2 separate regions of the Zea mays genome follow, and region 1 is linked to region 2. A link is a contact called in public Hi-C data. All regions are on one chromosome and are shown on one strand. The core of a region is the stretch at or near the end of the contact, and the rest is flanking DNA. Distances in the headings are between cores, read along the strand shown.

Region 1 (2,700 bases), core at 65-2,564, 250 kb after region 2:
AGTTTTTTACTATGACTAACTTTTGGCTCATGGATACTAAATACCATGATTTGAAATGTTGTTGTATTGTTTGGAGTGATGTACAAAATACTACAGTTATGTCATGACGTTTTAAAATCATAGTATTCTAGAACCATAGTTTTGAAATACTTTACTTCCAAACATGTCCTTAGTAGCATCATAAAAATGTGTACTTCAATCGAGCATACTTCGCACATGAGGGGGCATTGGAAGTTGGTGAAATTTGAGTATACTTATCTCGTTTTCTTGCCATAGTTCATTTCAATCTCATAGTCAATTCGCCTTATCTACACCACTAATTGTCCAGCTCCAACTAACCATGAACGATACCTATCTAGGTAATAAAAATATCCAGAAATGTCAAACCATTTTCACGATTTAGAGCAACTCAGCTTTTCTATACCTCCCTAATTGCTAGGAATGTATATTTCAGTAAAAAATATTTCAACAGTTTCTTTGAATAGTTGTTCAAATAGACTTCTGTTCTGAGACATCATCTGTCCTGGATTTCTCGCAAGCCAAAATTAAAAAAAAAAGAATAGCTTTCTAGAAATTAAACGATGTAGAAAAGTTGTTGAAGGATGAAAAGATATAGATAGTGACTCTCCGAATGATAATTTAGAGACAAAAATTTAGAAAGCACATTTAACACTGATGCAAACAACTAAATTTCCGTTATGGCGTCAAGACAGAATATCACTCACGTTCCTTCCTACGCATCACGCATGGAATTGCATCAAGAGATCCATGGTCGCGCGTCGCCGCTCCTCGACGTCCAGCACCGGCACCGGCGCGGCGGCTGCCGCCGCCGCTTCGGAACTGCTGCTCGAGCGGCGCCCTAGGGGCCATGAAGGCGGCACAGGACGTTTCCGCCGCTTGCTCCCCTGCAGGCCGCAGTTCCGGAGCCTCTCCTCCGCCTCCCCGACCATCTGCGCCCCCTCCCCATCCTCCACCAACTCCTCGCCGCTATCCGCCATGGGTTGATGATCATCACCGTACGATACGTTGAGGCGGGAGAGGAAAGAACCGATGGCAGCGTGGGCGTCGCGAAGGGCAGCCACCGCGGCGGCGGCATGGGAGGAGGGCGCGGGGGCTGAGAGCACTGCCGCGGCCGCTGCGGCGCGGTGGATGGAGGCGGCCAGGTCGGTGAGTGGCGGGGTCGGTTGCGGCGGCAGATCGAGTTCCATAGCTACCCTTGGAACGGACCTGAGGAACGACGGTGGCAGTGGAGAGGACAGGACAGGTGCAAGAATCCACGTGGCTAACCGCTGGAAACTCCAGAAGTATCCGAAATGGAGAACAGCACCACTTCCAAGTTCCAATAGAGCTTGTGTGGAGTGGAAGGCAGGTTTTCCATCCAAAATCAGTGTAAAATACAGGCCCATAAAATTTTACGGGCCGAACTGAAAAGTAGAGTTTGGAAGCCCGGTGAATCTAAAAAATTAGACTTGTTTTGGGCCGTTACAACCGAAATAACAAAAACGTCTGAGCAGGCCACACTTTTTTCCGACAAATATCGGGCCTCTCGAGCTCTCTGCCTCTCTCACCCTATTCCTCACCTTCTTCTCGAGACAGCGGCGCCTCGCCGAGTCGCCGTCGAGGGCTCCAGCCAGTCGGCGTCGGCCCCTGCATCCAAGTCCCGACCAACCTCCGCTGCCTCCGAAACTGCGCTTGCAACTCCAGCGACCACCGACGCGTAGAACACTGTCTACGGACTCGTCACATGTCTCGCAGACGCCGAGACGTCGGTTTGCGCCGCTTGCCTCGTTGTTGCGTCAGTGGAGCTGCCTGGGACAAGACGCGCGCACTTCCTGGTGCGCTACGAATGACAACGCCGCCTCCTTCGGCGTGAAGATGTCGCCGGTGCGCCGCTTCGATTTGCCCCGCACAAGCCCCTAGCAACTTTTCTGACTAGTCCAGTCTAAAACTCTAGATAATCGAATGCTCACTGCGGCAGCAAAGTCACTGCCAACACGGACACCATGCTGCACGGGCTGGCGCAGGCAGTCCTTGCCTGGCATCACTGTCTTGTTAGGCATATGCTGCGGGGACATAGCCGGCGTCAACCTCAACGGCCAGCAGCTATCTGTCCATCTGTTCATGCATGGTCCGGCAAAATGCCGCCGGTGCTGCTGCTGGATGCTGATCAACCTCATGACGAGTCCATGGAGCTCCAGCGCCGGCTCAAACGGGCCAGGAGGTAAGCTCAGCTTTGCTCACTCGAAATATGTTGAGATCGAATTAAGCACAAGAGACGAACATATGCTAGCTGATTTTTTGCGGTACTACTTGCGTTTGGATTTTGATTTCACAATCCCTTCTGGTTACTACGTCTCCATTTTTTTCATAGTTGAAAAATAATTCATATGAACCAAAGACAAATTTCAAGGGAAAAGATTTATAAGGCTAGTTTAAAAACACCAAGTGATTTCCATTTTTCTAACGCGCTGTTTGGATCATTGGAATTAAATTCTATTCTAATAATAGTAATTTAGGCATATAACAATTAAACTGATCCAGTTTTATGCAAAATATATCAGTATATTATTATTAGCAAGATTTCAGAGATATTTATGTGCTACATTTTTTTCTATATAGAAGTGAGTTGAAGATCGTCTTGTAAGTTACAGAGTAGAAATAAATTCTAGTAATATATAAAATCATTTCTCATCCTCCACT
Region 2 (2,700 bases), core at 159-2,658:
ACATTACATTTTGACTTAGTGTGCCTTTTCTATTCCTATAGGGAGCTTGCTTTTCTGCTGAAATGGTAATTGGAACATGTGTTCCATCAATAGCTCCAATGCAATTCTGGAAGTAAGGAAAGAACCGTTCATCCGTGGTAATCTTCCAATGAACTGAAATTCCAGTGGCAGGCTTCACAAATCTATACATGAGAGATGGGATTATATGGAAAAATGACTGGATGTGTCGATGGATAGTTTCACCACTATGTTTGAATTCATGTTGTAAATCCTCATAACTAGCATTATGGGACAACATGAAAAGGAACATTCCCAATTTTTCTTCCACAGTTACACCCCTTGTATCACGTAGGATGTGTTCTTCTCTAAGAAATGATGCTATATTTTTGAATATACTAGGCTCCATACGGAATGCGACAAGACAATTCTTCTCATGTCCTTCGAGAATCTCATTAAGTCTCTCCTTGCCAGATAGAATAGAAGCATGCCTTGCTCTTTTCTCTCTCCCTCTATTACTAATTAAATAAAGAGCAGGGAAAAGAAAGAGCATTAACTCCTCGTCCTCCTCTTCTCTTCTCTTCCTAATTAGTTGATCCATTTTTTCTTATCCTTGGTACAATGCAATCTGATATCATAGCATACAAAACAAAGAAATGGGCTAATAAATTTTAGAATATAACAAATCAAAGGTTAAGAGTCATTGTATATGGTTAATTAGATCTCGAACCCTTCTATTCATTCCCATCCGTTCCTGCTTGGTCTTGTTCATCCACAGATCACAGCCCAGCCACTACGTAGATAGCTAATAAATCACACGCCCAGCTTTTGGTTAAGAGTCATTGTATATGGCTAATAAATTCCAATGAACTGGCAAGGATCTGAGAAGAATTAGGGAAAAAAAGGTACGTACGTACAGATCACATGGATCTTGGCTAGCTTTTGTGTTCTCCTCTGGAGGTTCTGTCTATCAATCTGAAGCGCCGTCTATTCTAGTGCCAGACGCCCAGCTGCCAGACGCCCTTTTCTAGTGCCAGACGCCCAGCCGCGGCTCGCGCAGGTGCCGGCGCCCAGCTAGTGCCGCTCACCTTGGGTATTTTTCTAGTGCCAGACGCCCAGCCGCCGCTTGCGCAGGTGCCGGCGCCCAGCCAGTGCCGCTACGGAACAGGAAGAAATGCAGTACGGGATGAATTAAAACTCACACGCTGGACGAACGAGATCGGCGGCGGCGTGGAGAGTCGTGGATGCCTCTCGACGAGATCGGCGGCGGCGTGGAGAGCGGTGGATGCACTCGTCTTGATCTAGGGTTAGCTAGTGACGCCGCCACGCGAGAACGACGGGCTGTCTTCCACGTCTCGGTGGAGATTTTTCTATCCCCGGCGTATTGGCGTGTATGTGACCCTAATCCACTCCGACACCCGATTTGCCAAAGACAAATATGGGCCACACAGGGAACATGCTCCCATCGTGGACCTGAATACACGCGGGACGTGTATTGGGCCTCAATACTTGCTTTTACACCCGTTGCCAAACGAGGCCGTAATGGGATTGAGTAGGAGGTATGGATTCACTCAATTCATACCTATATTAAATTTATGATGGAATTTTTATCCCATGTAACCGAACAAGTTCTGTCGGAGCAACGGAATCGGAATCGATCTCAGAGGGCCTCCTTTACGCGAATATATGGAATCGCGCGGCCCCCCGCCTGGGCGGATCGGATCCATGTCCAGAGTCGCAGGGGCAAGCGCAGGCTGGGAGCGAGCGAGCGAGTGACAGCTGCGGCGAGCAAGTTGCAGGCGGCGAGGAAAGGCGGCCACCCATAGTTGCGGGAGCACCAGCGCACTCTGCCGGGGAAAGACTGGGAGGGAACAGTGCCTGGGTGGCCTCTGGAATCTCCGTGCCCCAAGTGGATTCTGTCAGCGTGGCTGCCACTCGCTCGCGCCCAGCAGCCTTTTTCTCCTCTCTCCCTTTCTCTCCTGCAAGGCCTGCAACCAAGGAACCTGATGTGCTCGTGGAGTGGAGGGATCTGGAATACTAGAAGCAAACTATAGGCGTTAGATTCTGCGCCAAGTTGGTGTTGGTTTCATCGCCTCTATATTTTGCGCTGCATCTTTTGGCCGGACCGAATAAAGCGATCCGATCGTGGCTCCTGCTCCCACACGCACACTCTCTACTCTTCTCTGCCCTGGTTGGAATGGATAAAGCCAGCGCAGCGTGCCTCCAAGTAGTCCAAGCATCATACTACATATACCCTTCACCCCGCCCCCCTATTTGTTCTACTGGTGCTTTGCTTTGCGCGTACGAATAAATAAGGCCATAGTGTGCGTCCCATCGTCGCTTCGGACTTCACTGTGGTTCGCTCGGTGGATCGACCGGTCGCCGTCTCCTACCTACGCGGCTCGGGTGCCACAGGGTGGTGAGCGATGACGCCGGCTACAGCTTCCAGGCGCGCGAATCAATACGTAGATAGAAACGTCGTCGTTGCTGACTGCTGAGCCATGTTGTCTGAGCTGAGCGTGACGGTGCCCCCAGGAAAACGGACGTGGCGCTGCAGCGGGAAAGGAAGAACGCGTGCCCGGTGGTGTGATGGGCTGATGGGCCGCGTCGCGGTTTTCGGTGGGCCCGGGCTCCCACTTCCGAGGGAGGGAAGGAAGGAGGGGGTCGAGGGACCACCCGAAAGGCCGAAACGGGCAACGCTGG

The links. A called contact is a pair of places that touch in the nucleus more often than the background predicts.
Region 1: a Hi-C map of tassel shows a contact between it and region 2, with 2.2 times the contacts expected there. The contact joins the promoter of LOC100277548 here to the promoter of LOC103646198 in region 2. A contact is called at or near these places in 3 of 25 Hi-C or Micro-C datasets (bundle sheath, leaf mesophyll and tassel).

What each region holds. Positions count from the first base shown.
Region 1 is chr2:29,333,857-29,336,556 of Zm-B73-REFERENCE-NAM-5.0, forward strand. It overlaps LOC100277548, which reads right to left and starts at 1,315. Exons shown (of 1, transcript NM_001365995.1): 1 at 585-1,315. The coding sequence starts at 1,208. The coding sequence ends at 741.
Region 2 is chr2:29,087,183-29,089,882 of Zm-B73-REFERENCE-NAM-5.0, forward strand. It overlaps LOC103646198, which reads right to left and starts at 1,409. Exons shown (of 6, transcript XM_008670924.3): 1 at 1,200-1,409.